2 separate regions of the Anser cygnoides genome follow, and region 1 is linked to region 2. A link is a contact called in public Hi-C data. All regions are on one chromosome and are shown on one strand. Each heading gives the region's core, a stretch centred on a gene start, on an enhancer-like site or on the middle of the called end of the contact. The rest is flanking DNA. Distances are from core to core; before and after follow the strand shown.

Region 1 (7,593 bases), core at 2,983-5,482, 160 kb after region 2:
CAGTGAAATAGAGCCTGTCTTCATGTACCCTATGACAATCACCAAAGTCAAGTCAGATTTGGACAGGATCTTGAATTCCTTTTAATTTCAGACCCATTGCTTTAATTAATCGCAGACCCGGTGCTTCCACTACTCAAGAGCCAGGAAACCCCAGATCCCCACGTAACTTTAGATATTTATCAGTTAGCAATCAAGAACTGCATTAGTCAACTTTTCCAAAAAGCACTTCAGTTTTGACTTGGGCTCTAATTCTCCTTTGCACTGCATTTATTCATGCTTATAAAAGAAAGTCCACATACGGTACCTGTTAAACGAGAGGAGAGGTTACTGGCAAAAAGGTGAAAATGTGGTCGAATACATAGAAAAATAAAACCTCAACAACTAAAAGCAGACATTTTGTGACTCCACCACCTGTAATAGTTTAATAGTAACCTTAATTACAGGCACATTTAATAATCCATGTTGAGTTTGACGTGTATCACAAGTCTTTGCCAGCAGCAAACTTTCAGTGCTCAAGTTTTTCATCCCAGGTGCGTGCCTGAGCATTTTGGAGGAAGAGTTAGAATTTCAACGTATTTCCTTCAATATTTCCAGGGTGAGACTAGAGTAAAATATCTTGCTTTGCCTGGGCTTTAGAGCTTCTGTTAAGCTTTTTGTATTTTTGAGAAGTGAAACAGTGCAGAATATGGGTCACTCGCTCTCATCTCTTTTTAGTGTCCTTGTGAAAAAAAATCACCTACGTTTGTCCAAGCTACAGACGGCAGTTTGCAGGCAGGCTGCCTCCAGTTTGAGCACCTGATACCCTTCCTCCCCCTCTTCCAGTCAGATCAGTGATGTTCCTTTGCATCTGATTCGGCCCAAATACATCATTTTTTTGAGCAGGAACCAGCAGCACTTAAGACACCTACTTGAGGGCCAGCACTTCGATCCGACCTCCCAAGGGTTACGCAGTGCTCACCCCTCAGTACCTGTCTGTACGCCCGTCTCTTGCTCCAGCTGCTGGTACAGCTTGTTGGAGTAGTCTGCCATCTTCAGCTCGATGGACACGTGCCTGGCCGTGCTCACGATGCCGGCACAGAAGCGGGTGGTACCAGCAGCCAGCCTGCAAGAGAAGTTTAAAGAAGGCCTCAGCCGGCTGACGGGCAGGGAAGCAAGCCCAGCTCCGCAGCAGGCTGCCCCTGCTGGTTTCCGACAGCACCGAACGCCCACCCGCTGCCCCCCGCGCCCACCAGACCACGACTGCTCCCTTTGTCAACCTGGCAAGCTAAATACCACCACAGTCAACTTGAAAATCAGTTCTGCCCCTCAGGAGAAGGCCGCTGCACGTGAGAAACCCCAAAGCCGTACGGTGGCTGACGCAGGGATAACACAACCTCAGGAGCGCTTTTGCCTTACCTCGCTTTTGGAAGCACGTTCTGTTTCAAACCCACTTCTCTCTAACTTGTCCTAAACGCTTGCATCTTTCAAAGAAAGCGCTTAAAAAGTTAGCTTATGGTCAAGCCAACCTGCCTACCCGATCCCTTCTTTCTCCAAAGGCGGGCTTCCCTCAGTGCAAAATTAACTTGGATTTCTTTGAGCCTCGCATCTTTGCAGTTTGCACCAAGCCCCTCTGAGCGTGCAGCAATTACACAGACGCACTTATCGCTTTGCCCTTCAGGCACTGCCCACCCAGCTACCTGGGGAAGGGCTTCCATGGCGAGACCTATAAAAAGCTCTGCAGCACAGTCACATTTAAGCATTTCTCTCCCGCTACTTCCGCACCACTTGTAGCCACCTTCCCTGCTGCTAAAGCCACCCCGCGCTGCTCCGCCGGCCCGTGCGAGCCTTCCACGCGCTGACTTTTGGCCTCACAACGCACCCTCACGAAACCCAACACGAGAATCAGCTGCGTAAGGCGTTCGCTTTGCTACGCCCCTACCCGGTCACAGCCAAAACAGCTGCAGCGCGGCTTTACCCGGGCTCACCATAATTTTAAACCGCTCCTGGTAACGCAGTGCTCTTTTCACTTGGGAACACGCGTGGACTGAGCTCAGAGACCTCAGAGGGAGAATTCCCTCTCCTGGCAGCTGCCGAGAGCCTGACGCTTCCCAGCCAGGCGAAGCCAAGCAGCCGGAGCTCCTTGCTCCTGACAGCGGCACCGGGGGAAGCTCTGAGCTTCCAGCCCCAAAGGTCTCAGCTCTGCATCGTGCCCTAGGCCCCAAAATGCTTAATGAAAGCACCGAGAATTCACTTCCAAACCAAGAACCCAGACAACAGGCACGGGCTGGGCAGTCAGCTTCCAACAAGACCTACGTGCTCTGCCACAGGCTTCGCATCCAACTCACCGAGGAGCGCACAAAGCCTTCTTCTAGCTTGTGCTCGGCCAAACCCCACCAGAGCTGGCTGCTTCACGGGCACGGAGCCCTGCAGCAGACCAAGCAGGCAGCCCAAGCCTTGAAGCAGCCTACAGGGGGGGGTCTGGCCATGACTGCACATAACCTCCCCATTTCCTGCAGCTGAGCTCCACTGTGACACTTCACACGTGTCCCATCCCGCTAGCAGAGAGGAGCAGCAGGGGCTGGGTGACCTGTGCAGACCTTTAGGTCTGTTAAAACGGCCCGTCTCTCCAAGCCACGCTGCGTTTCACGCGATTACCTGCGAGTAAAGCACTGACAGACGTGGCTGGAGCTGCTGGCTTAGCCAGACCTCTTGGGCCACCCGTACCGGCAGCTGTCCTGACCTCTGGAGCTCAGATCTGCACGGATGGGCGGGAGGTAAATCGAAACCTTCAAATACGCATCCAGGGGCACAAAAAACCACAAGCACCTTCGCTGACTCCACTGTTTCCCACGCCTACATGCAAGTACCTCCAAACATTCGTGGCTGGGAGTCCGCAGAGAAGTTCAGGTGAAGAAAATATCCTCTGCTTCTCCGCCTAGGAGTCAGCTGAGAACTTAGCTGCACTGTAATTGTGGCTGAGCACAAGCTCAGCGTGAGAAACAAGAACGCTCAGATTTCAGATCCTTAGTTTGTGACCTCTTGTCTCACACGGAGGCGGGGATGGAGGCTTTGTCTTCGCAGCGCGCATTACCAAAACACCCCAAAACACCGGGTTTTGGTAGCAGAGGCCAGCAGGGGCGGCCCCTGTGAGAAGGGGTCGGGGCTGTCCCATTCCAAACACTGCCACTTCCAGGCAGCTCCCAAACACACCCCCAGCAGGGCACAGCTGGGCCCTCAGCAGCACCTCTAGGAAGGCAGACTGACGGGCAACAAACACCAGCGGGATGGAGGAGGAGGAGCGAAAAGAAAAAAAAACAAGGAAGAGACAGAGAAACCCCAAGGACAGAGGAGGAGAAGGTGGAGGAGGAGGAGGCCCAGGTGATGGTGCAGGCATTCCCTGCTGCCCGAGGAAGGCCCCGCACCAGAGCAGACGGATACCTCCAGAGGAACCGCAGCCCCTGGACAGCGTTTCTCTGAAGGATGCAGCCCAGGGCAGAGCCCACAGGGGACCAGGACAAAAGCAGGAGAGGGAGAAGCCACCGTGAACCCCTCGCCCCCCCCCTCAGATGCGCATCTCTCAGGGGTAGAGGAGGAGACAGAAGGCCGTGTAGGGCAGCAACAAAGCTGAGGACAGGACAGGGGAAAAAGAAAGTTGTTCTTTTAACATTTCTGCTTCTGACTACGCAGATATATTTTGATTATCAACAAACCCAATTTATTTCCCCTATGCTTATCTATTTTACCCGTAGCAGCGTAGGGCCACCCATGGCCCTGCAGGCCTGCCCTGTGCCGTGAAGAAGCACCGAGCCCCGTAAGCGATGGTCAGCACAAACCTACCCCACGGCTGCAGCACTCAGCAGAGGCAGAAATAGCAGAAACGGCCTAAGTGCCTACAGAAACGGCAGGAATGGCAGAAACGCCTACAGAAACGCCCCGCTCCAGCCGGCGCCGCCGCCCGCAGCCCCTACCTGCCCTGCTCCAGCAGCACCACGTCCCTCCAGCCCAGCCTGGCGAGGTGGTAGGCCACCGAGGCGCCCACCACGCCGCCGCCGCACACCACCACCCGCGCCTGGCCCGGCAGCGGGGCCGGCGGCGGCTCGGCGGCCGCTGAGGTGCTCCGCGGGCAGCGGGCGGCCCCGCTCCACCGGGGGGCGGCCGGGCGCCACCGCACGTCGGACAGCAGCCGCAGGAACATGGCGGCGGCCCTCGGCCGGGGGGAGGGGGGGGGGGGGGGGGGCAGCACCGGGCCCGGCGGCCCCTCACGGCCCCGCACCGGGCGGCGGAGGCCCCGCTGACCTTCCGCGCTTTACGGCAGGCGGCCGCCGCGCTTTACGGCAGGCGGGACGCGGCGCGACAGTCGTCCTGCGCCGTGCGGCACGGCCCGGCGCGGGGCGCAGGGGGCGGAGCTACTCCCCTCTGAGCCCCGCCCCCTAGCGGCATGGCTCCGCCCCCTAGCGCATAACCCCGCCCCCCGGCAATGGCTCCGCCCCCTCTCCTCCCGCCCCCGCCCCCGCCCCCTCCCCGCGAGGCCCCGACAGGAATTTTACCTCAGGAGTGCCCCCAACGGGTGCGTGAAGGGGACCACCGCTCGCTATTTCCTGAACTGTTCTACAAACATTGTGGAAAACGGCGATTTTTTCTCTCAGTTCCACCTCACAGCCTGAGGGGTTCGCCCCTTCTCCCCTCAAGAAATAGGTGCCCTCACAGCATCCCACCCCAAGGGGAAATTAGGACATGAAAACGGGGTGCAGGCTGATGTTTGGGTTTTTCCACCACTAATGGGGTGCTCCTGGGGCTCCCCCGCAGGCACCCAAAGGTGCACGGAGGCTTTTCCCAGTGAGCTCAATGAACGTGTTTAGTTCCCATATAACGTGACCCAGAAGCGACGACTCAAAAAAATGTGAACACAACAAGTAAAAACCTGCAGACTCTTTTTATTAAATTCTCCCATTTCATCTGTACAGAAAAAATGCACATTATGTTCAGAATCTCAGTAACATCTCAAAATTACACAGCATGAACATGTAAAAAAACAAGGAACGGCCAGGATTTTATACACAGAAAGGAAAACAATTTACAAAAAAAAGTCTTGTTAATGTCACATTTAAAGAAAAAAAACCGAAAACCTAAGTTCAAACAGCTTTTGCTGTACAATATGAATTCATTGGGTCTGTTTTGTACACTATTCGGGGAGGCTTGCAGTATCATCCCTACACACTAACCGGAGCTCACTACGTGCGCCTGCGTGATCCCCCTCTTACCCTCCCCTACAAACACCTCTAATTTCTCTGGTACTTTTTCCAGTCCAACACAAACATTAGTCACAGTTTCTGATCACATCCATTCAGCACAAGTGTCAAAGCATAATCTACGGGCGAAAGTCACACCTTTCCCTTTTCCTCTATTTTTAGTATTTTCCAAGCTGACAGCTACACAAGCACTTCTATTTAGTAAATATACTGGGGGCCGGGGGGGGAATGTGGCGGGATTTCTGGGTGTAACGATCCACCCAGGAATAGATCTTTTGCTCTTGATCAGCTACAATATTAAATTCAGATGTTCTGGAAAGAGAGAACAGCAATCTGCTTCTCACCAGGATGTGGCAATATATTATTATTATTCCGTCCCACATAGGCAAGTCTGCAGGTAGCATTCAGGAACCGTTCGGTGGATATGAAGCAGAATCCTAACAGTATAGGATAGAAACAGCTGTACCAATCTAATTCTTGTTTTTGTGTGAGAACTGGGTCCCCTCTATCAGAGTATGCCCTCACACAGTAACTCACGAGCGGAGGTGAGCAGTTTTGGCCTCCAAGGGGAAAGACTGCACAAAGACCAGTACCTGGGAGCTGCTTTTAAGGTTCGAAAGCCCGTGCTCAGTAGTGTGTTTTCATACAAACCACCACTAAAGCTGTTTTGAGTCCACAGAATGGTATTTTAATAGGGGCAGAAGTGCTAGATGAAATGTTCTGATTCCATACCACACTCATGCACTCGCACACACACACCTCAAAACTACCTTTTTTAAACAAAGCTGACAAAGTTAAAAAAAAAAAACAAAAACTACTACAATCTTCTTTCAACTAAATAATAAAGTTGTGTTTTAACAGAAGTCACCATCCAACTTGAACACACTTCCTCTACAACGTTATCAGATTCAAGTGATCTCTGGCTTATCACATCGCTTCACCACGGTACCCACCCACGAAAAGTTCCTGTACTCGGAGACTCGCGTACTGCTGCGTCCTTCGGTCCTCTCCCTTATTCTCATACGATGCGCTTACTGTGGATTCTTTCAGAGCGAGCTTGACTGTATTTGCATGGATCTTTACATGCCAGATTCTGGGTGAAATGCTTACATTTTATTACGGGATTATTTGAGCTCCATCAGGGCTTTTTCAACCCTCTTCAGTGAGGCAGACACAGCTGAGGTTACTTGAAGTGCCAGGAATTTTGTTCCTACCCACATCAGTTACTACAACAGCCTGAATGACAGAAGCAAGGCAGGAGAATCCAACGTTGAAACGAAGCAAAAGGACTTGATTAGACCCACTGGATAAACAATAAATACAATTATTTCTTAAGGTCAACGAGAATGCACACTAACCGGCTAGCTGGAGCGCAGTAACGAGGTGCATGTTGTGCACAGCCCTCCTTACCCATGTCATCTAAACACATGCTACCGCTCAGAAACACAGCTGAGCCCTCACATCAGGAAGAAAACTGCCCCTAGCAGCAGCTCTCATCTCAACCAGGAGGCTTTGTGGTGGCAAGGAGAAGAGACTCACGCGGCTGCATTGAATCATCCACCGAGCAGTGAGGGTCAGAGAGAGGAAGGGGCACCCCAAGTCCTACTACACCACTGCTCATGGCTGATCACAGTTATTTCTAGTACTTTCCATTAAATCACATAAGTTAAAAAGGCTTCTTTAAAGTCAAGGCAACAGCACAGGTTCGATTCGACAGCCATCGATTTCCCTTCCTGCAGGGGAAAATTGTTACCCGCAGGCAAGATGTGCTGGCAACAGCACCAGCAGGCTATTGTTGGAAGAATACTTGTGTGGGTTTCTGTGATGTTTGAGACCTCTAGATTTTTAGGTATATACATGAATAGGAGGGGAACATTTCCAGATTGGGATTGATAAGTTTCTAGTCACAAAAAAAGAAAAAAAGCAAATTTGGTCATTAGCAGTGTTAGGAGGCCCGATTTTGAAACATGGGGTATAATGCTTAAAGATAAAATGGCCTAGATCATCTGACCAGTGTTACACTATAAAAGGTGGGTCTTCACCCTTATAGTGAGGAAGAACATCTGAGGGAATTGAGCAGAAATTCACTCAATATCCCACCTTTGCTCCACAGGGCCTCCTGGCGCGTGCCCGTACCACCTCTGCACTGAACCCAGTTCCCTGGCGAGCCCACCGACGCTGCAAGAAACACCGTCGACTGCAGACCCCTCGCACAGCAACGCAGGTACCTGCACAGGCTGGGGCTCGCTCCGCCACGGGGACACTTTGCTAAGCCCTCTCTTCAGCAGATGCCCAGTTCAGATGAAGGTCCCAGCAGTACGCCACCCAGCAGGGACTGTGCCTGCAGGCAGCCAGGCAAAGAATG
Region 2 (6,769 bases), core at 2,531-5,030:
AGTATCTCTTTAATGGTTGATATTCACATTTAAAGCCCTGCTGTGGGGGTCCTGCAGATTTCGGCTGCCCTGGGGGCAGAGGAGATGCCACAGAGGGCATGTGGTGGTGACCTGGTGGCACCCGAGAGGAGTGCTGTGTGTGAGCCCACTCTGGCTGGTGGGACCCTGCCGTGCTAGCGCATGGGCTCTTGGCAATAATTTTGGGGCTAATCCCAACACTGTCAGCGGGGTAGTCAAGCTTAGCAATGCCCTGTCGTTGTGCCAGCCTGAGTGGGGACAGTGACACCACCTCCACCTGCACCGGCCACTGGGCTGTGGTCACAGCTCCACTGCCTGCATCACTCGGTGCTACTTGAGTCACAGGGACCTGCAACGGTCTGGGGGTGCTTGAGAGCCAGTAGCTGTTCTGGCCAGAAGGCAGGAGAGCTCACCCCATCCCATTCTTTACTTCTAGGGCTCCATCTTCTTCCCCTTGCCAGACGGGACAGGTTTGCACTACCTCCTGCAGGGGACTGCTGAGGGCCCGAAGTGTTCGGGGACCATTGTTCGGGAGGTACCGTGCAGGACCTCCTACACCGAGCTCATCCCCGTCTCCAACTGGCTGAGCAGACCGCAGAGGTGAGTCGTGCCCCGAAGCCTCCTCCCATCAGCAGTCCCTGCAGCGCCTGGGAGCTCCTTCCAGCAAGCTTCTCCTTGGCCACTTGTGGCCATGGGTGCCTGGGGTCACAGTGCCGTGTTCAGACCCATCCTGGGGGGCTCTTCTGGGGTGCTGGCTCCCTCTGCTTGGTGCAGGGAGGAGGAGAGGGGCTGTGGCATTCCCCCCATATCCTACGGGAGTCCTTCCTGCTGACCTTCCTCGCCTCCTCCTCACCCCCAGGTTCCTCGTGGTGACAGACATACTCAAACCAGAGAACCTGGAGAGTGGTTCCGTGCTGCGTGGGCTGGAGTACATTGACGTGCCTGGCTCCGACAAGAAGGACTACAAGCTCACCTTCCTCTCCTACAAGGAGGGCGTCTTTAACACAATGGTAAACGCGGACACCAGGCTGCAGAGTCCTTCGAGGGTCTCCTTGGGGTCTTTCAAGGGGCTTTTTGCTCCCTGAGAAGCCCCGTGCCTGTTTTCACACCTCCAAGTGCCAAACGTGGGGCTGTAGGTCCTGGGTGGCCACCGAACAGCAGGCACCTCCACCTTGCACTGTCGCTCTCAGTGCGGGTCCCCTTGAGGGCTGTGTAGCACTGGTGGGTCAGGGCATTGGTGAGGGGGAAGCAGTTGGAGAACACAAAGTGGAAATGCCTTGCGCTCCTCCTAGGTGGCTGCTGTGGCTGTTGTGGAGGCAGGGTGCTGAGCTGCAGGGCTCTGCAGGCCGGCCTAGCACAGCTGGGGGGGGGTTATCTGCAAAACAACCAGCACTTCCCTTTTTTTCTCCAATCCAGGTGACCTTCCTCAACGAGGCGACCGAGGAGTACTTGTTTTACATGATCACTTTCAAGGCCACGGCACCAGGACCCGTCGGCACCGTTGAAGTGAGCGCCGCTGTGCGGCAGAGCGTGTCTTCTGCCGTCAGGGTGGACAACCCGCTGGCCGTCCCAGTGGTGTTCGACGTCGACTGCAAAGTGCCTGACGTCAGCGTCCCCCCGCACTTCACTGTGCCTGCCCAGGCAGAGGTTGGTGCCCACCCCACCCAGCTGCTCCCCGCAGCCCTTCTGGGAGAGAAACAGGGGGCTGCTCTCCGAGGGTGGCAGCTCCCACCGCTAATCTGAAGGGACAGAAGCATGTGAGAGTGTCTCTGGTGGGAATTGCCCTGCACTGATGCTCTTTGCACCCCTCGTGATGTGCAAAACCAGAAGTCGGTGTCCCTCAGGCCATCCTGAGAGTGTGACTGCCCTGTGCCCCCCCCTGATCGCTCTTCTTGGGGCCAGGCCCCATGCAGGGCCACTGGGGTCTCCTGTGTCCTCACGAGCACTGTGCTCGATGGATGGGCTGGGTCAGGCCGCCCAGCTGTCCTGAGAACTGCTGGAAACACTGAAAAAGACAAAAATACTGCTCTAATAGCACTGAAACACGAGTGTGGATGTATGGAGGTGGGGGTTTCGGGCTGGTTTCCCAAGAAAGCTGCTGGGGCAGCCCTGCAGGTCGCTGTGCATGCCAGCCTGTCCTCCCTAACTCGAATTTGGCAGTGTGCTGCAATAGGGACGTGGTGTGTGAGCACAGCAGGGGCATGGCTGCTAGAGCCTGCTAAAGCAGGAGCCACGGTGAGGGGCCGGCTGTTAGTTGTGCCCCTTGGGAGCCGCCTGCACTGCCTCCCAGCACGGCCTGAGCACACCCAGGGCTGCTTTCCCCCGTCCTCTGCCTGAGCCCGTGGCTTTTCCCTTTGTCCCTCCCAGGCTGATCTTGTTTTCGAGTACCGGCCCCTGAAGGTGGGCGAGAGCACCGGGCGCCTGATGCTCCACAGCAGCGACTTGGGCTCGTGCCACTACGAGCTGAGCCTGAAAGCCACCCCCAGCAAGCCGGAGAAGCCACTCTACTTCTGCACCACGCTGGGCTCTAACCAGACCCTCACCGCCAAAGTCATGAACTACAGCCGTCAGAAGACAGACTACGTCCTCCAGGTGAGCCCAGCACGCTCTGGGGGAGGGAGGGAGCCCAGCCGGTCTCCTTGCAGACCTCCCCTGCTGCCCTTTAGGGTCCCACAGTGCCTGGACTCCCACTTCGCTGCTGGAGCCAGGGATTTTGGTCCCCCAGGGCTTGGCTGTAGGGTTGTCCCTTTGGGGCACGTTTGGGCAGACCCTATGGGTGGTCAGCAGGGACACGGTGAGGGAACTGGGAAGTCAGGGGCAGGAAAGGGAAAGCGTGATGCAGTCGGGAACCTTGATTTGTTTGTTCCCTGCTCTTTATATTCTCATCCCCCAAGCTCTGCTTTTGTGACCCCCTCCCCGTCTCTTCTGCCCCCCGCACAGACCGACTGCCCCGACTTCCAGACGGAGAAAACCATCAGCATGCCCCCAGCCTGCGCGGGGGGCTCGGAGGTGTGCGTGGAGGTGACCTACGAGCCCTGCCAGCTGGGCGAGTCCCGGGCCACCCTGCAGCTCTCGGGCCCGCCGGGGGGCGAGTACAGCATCCCGCTCTTCGGCCTGGCCCTGCCGCCCAAGCCGCAGGGCCCCTTCCCCATCAAGGCCGGCGGCAGCACCTCCATCCCCTTCAAGAACGTCTTCCTCCAGCCCACGGCCTTCACCTACAGCGTGGAGAACCCGGCCTTCGCCGTCCGGGCCACCGGGACCTTGCGCCCCAAGAAGACCATCTTCATGGCCGTCTCCTTCGAGGGCAGCCCGGGCGGCGGCAGGACCCCCGTCACCAGCCGCCTGGTGGTCTCCTGCCCCCGGGCGGCCGGCGTGGGGCCGGGGGTCTCCTGGGTGTACTACCTGCGGGGCCTCCCCGCGGACAAGTGACCGGGGGCCTCCATGGGGTCCTCCATGGGGATGGAGCTGATTGTGGGCGGCACCACAGCTAACGGGGGGTCACGGCAAATTGGGGGGGGCTTTGGGGGGCTTGCGGGGGGGTTATGGGGGTGTTCTCTGTAATGGTTTGGAATAAAGAGGGCGAGGCATGGAGCGAGGATGGAGATGGAGGCCGGGGGATGGTGGAGGCTGGGTGGAGGCTGGGGGGGGGGTTGGTCCTCCGGCCGCCAGGGGGGGTCCTGAGGAGGGATGGGGGCCACGTGAGGGGTGCTGAGGGTCACGTGAGGGTTGGTGGGGGTCACGTGAGGGGGTGCGGAGGGTTCGGGGGGGGGAGGGAGGGAGGGGGGAGGCCGCCGGTGGTGCCGGTGCCATGAACGCGGAGCGGGACCTGGCGCCGCTGGCGCCCAGCGTGGTGCGGGCGCTGAACGACAAGCTGTACGAGAAGAGGAAGGTGGCGGCGCTGGAGATCGAGAAGTGAGCGGCGGGGGGGGGGGGGACGGGGGGGGGAGGCACCGGGAGACCCCCCCGGGGACACGGGGACCCCCCCCCCGGACCCCTCCGGGCGCGGCGGGTCCCGGCTGCCCCGCGCTGTCCCCGGGGGCTGGGGTCCCGGGGCTGGGCCCGGGGGGATTTGGGGTGGGAGGTGGGTTTGTGCGGGGCGGACCCGGCCCCTTTCTCTGCTCCTCGTCCTCTGCCTCCCCCGGGGGTCGTGTCCCAGCGGGGGTCGTGGCGGACACGCAGGTCGGCCCCCCTCGGCCGGGAGGGGCAGCTCTGCCCCCGCTCGTCCTGCCCCGGGGCCGCGGTTTCCCGATTGCTTTGTGCCACCCCAGATCCGACTGGGGACCTGCTGATGGGGCTGAGCGCCCAACGAGGGAAGGGTGCCAGGGGGAGGAAGCCAAGGGGCAGCCCCTTTGTGGGGGTGCCTGGGTTTAGGTCAGCCCAGACCTGCGGTGGAGCAGCACCGTGCAAGGATGGACTCAGCACACTGGTCGGGTGCCTCCCAGCCCCGTGCCCCATAAAAGTAGCTCCTGCTCCCTGGCCCTGTGCATTGCCCGTTGGGTGCCTCCCACAGCCCCGAGCCCGTTAAACCCCGAGGGGCATAAAGCTGGCGCTCCCCAAACAAGAACCCCGCCGCGCTCCCTGAATCCCGGCGGTAAGGGGCTGCCTCCGTGCTGCTGGGGCTCGGTGCGCGTTCCTCCTGCTGGATGGAGCCTGCGGCTGGGCTCAGACCGGAGTCGGAGCCATTCGCCTGGAATCAGCGGGTTTGGAGAGGGGCTTGTCTGCCACTGCTGAAAAACTCAGCTCCTGAGTGGAGCAGAGCAAGGGGCTTCGTGATGACGCTGAAGGAGGAGGAGGACAGCTGCTTTGCTCACAGCAGGGCGAGAAGAGCACTGGTAATAATCATTTGGGGGAAAAAGAGGTCATAAATATCTTCTAGAATGATTTTCTGTGTTACAAAGCGGATAGTTGGGCAGTGGCACTTGACTAGAAGGGGGCAGCGTGAGATTTCCCAGCCCCTCGGCCCCTGTCTGGCTCCCCAGGATTAAAACATGAGGGGTGTCTGGGCAAAATCCTGAGCGTCAGAATTTCCCAAATCTAGTACAGCAGGAAAAAAAAAATATATATATATATATATGAAGTTTGGCATTGGAAATCTTTGTACCTCCATCAAAGATTAAAATAGGGATCCTTACTTAGGCTGAGATGCTGAGGCCCGTGGGCCCGCTCCGTGTGCAGAAATCAAAGGGAATAAAAAGGGAAAAGTTTTGGGGCTGCATTGGCCGGGAATCGAACCCGGGCCTCCCGCGTGGCAGGCGAGAATTCTACCACTGAACCACCAATGCCCAGCTGCGTGCAGCTGCCTCGCGCCCGCGCCCTGAGGGTTCGGTGGGAGCAGCCCCCAGGTGCGGGGGTCACTGAGCCCCCCACTGAAAGCTGGTGCGGTAAGCAGCTCCAGGGAGAGGCAGGTATTTCATGGGGAGGCCCCGTCTGCTTGTCTGTAGTTGTGCAGCGCGTTTTGTTAAAAAATCCAAGAGGAACGTCCGCTGAAGCAACGGGTGGCGGGGAAGGTCCCAAATCTCCACGCTGGGCACACATCTGGTGGGAAATAATTCTCCGCTGAGCCGTCAGCGTGCTGTGCCATCGTCTCGTGCCGTGTCGGGGGCAAATGACCCTTATATCCTGTGGGACAGCGCGTGTCCTGGTTGAACAACGTCCTTGCCACTTCCTCAAATGGCTCTTGGGTTTGTGGCAGTGACGTGGAGCTTGCCGGCCCCCACTGCCCCTCACGAGGTGCTTGGGCTTTAGGAGCGTTGTCCCCGTAAACCAACAGCCCTCAGTGCGAGCACTGCCTCGTCATGGCCCCCTCGGGGGGACTGCTGAGAGGGGAAGGTGGGGTGGGACCTGCTTTGGCCTGCGATGGAAGGTCCTGATGCTGCAGGCAGCTTGTTGAAACGAATTCTTTGTCTGGGACATTGGCCTCGCCGCTTGTGCATGCCCCACTCTCAGTAGCCCCCGGCTCTGTCCCTGTCAGCTCTGCCTTTCAGGGCCGGGTGGCCTGGCAAGCCAGGGCAGCGTGACTGTCAGCATGGACACCGTGGGTCCGAGCCCCCTGGATGCACGATGGATCTATGGCAGCAGCATCGGCCTGAGGCACGGCCCCGTACGGAGCAGGGGACCTGGTGGCTTCTTCTCTGGCCTCTCAGTCCCTTGGGGATGGAAGAAATCCTCCTCCCAGCCTGGTCTGGCATCCAGCCCTTTGAAAGTGCTGCTGTGAGCACGCAGCCCTGGTGAGGGGCCCTTGAGAGCTGATCCTGAGCTGGCTCTGGGCTCTGGTTGCTGGGCCGTGAGCTGCAAACAAGGCTGCAGGCGTGGGTACGGGGTGCCCGGGGGGCTGAGGGCAGCAGGAGGGCAGCGAGCTGCTGGTGAGCATGAGCAGGAAGAGCTCTGCGCGGCCAGAGGGGGTTTCACTTGTGCTCTTTCCAAACCTTCCCCTTTTTGCTACCTCTTCTTCGAGTGCTGTACCCACAGCTCCACATCCCCGTTTCTGCTGGCCACGGGAAGCTGAGCCCCCAGGCGTTTACATCAGGCAAAATCTAAATCTTCCTGCTGTCCTCTTCTCCCCCCAGGCTGGTGCGCGAGTTCGTGGCTCAGAACAACACGTCTCAGATCAAGCACGTCATCCAGATCCTGTCGCAGGAGTTCGCGCTCTCCCAGCACCCCCACAGCCGGAAAGGGGGGCTCATCGGCCTGGCCGCCTGCTCCATCGCCCTGGGCAAGGTAGGGATGAGCGTTTTTTGGCTCGTGCACGCCG

What was found. A called contact is a pair of places that touch in the nucleus more often than the background predicts.
Region 1: a Hi-C map of liver shows a contact between it and region 2, with 2.0 times the contacts expected there. The contact joins the promoter of PDPR here to the promoter of VAC14 in region 2. A contact is called at or near these places in 2 of 7 Hi-C or Micro-C datasets (granulosa cells and liver).

The regions. Positions count from the first base shown.
Region 1 is chr12:13,280,900-13,288,492 of Taihu_goose_T2T_genome, forward strand. PDPR (pyruvate dehydrogenase phosphatase regulatory subunit) reads right to left here and starts at 4,233. Exons shown (of 17, transcript XM_067004207.1): 1 at 3,948-4,233; 2 at 969-1,102; 3 at 1-29. The coding sequence starts at 4,174. It overlaps GLG1 (golgi glycoprotein 1), which reads right to left. Exons shown (of 26, transcript XM_067004647.1): 26 at 5,275-7,593.
Region 2 is chr12:13,125,485-13,132,253 of Taihu_goose_T2T_genome, forward strand. It overlaps VAC14 (VAC14 component of PIKFYVE complex), which reads left to right and starts at 3,781. Exons shown (of 19, transcript XM_067004264.1): 1 at 3,781-3,930; 2 at 6,585-6,735. The coding sequence starts at 3,827. HYDIN (HYDIN axonemal central pair apparatus protein) reads left to right here. Exons shown (of 85, transcript XM_067004278.1): 81 at 455-618; 82 at 878-1,028; 83 at 1,435-1,665; 84 at 2,386-2,610; 85 at 2,959-3,531. The coding sequence ends at 3,447. It overlaps TRNAG-GCC (transfer RNA glycine (anticodon GCC)), which reads right to left and starts at 5,300; the gene lies at 5,230-5,300.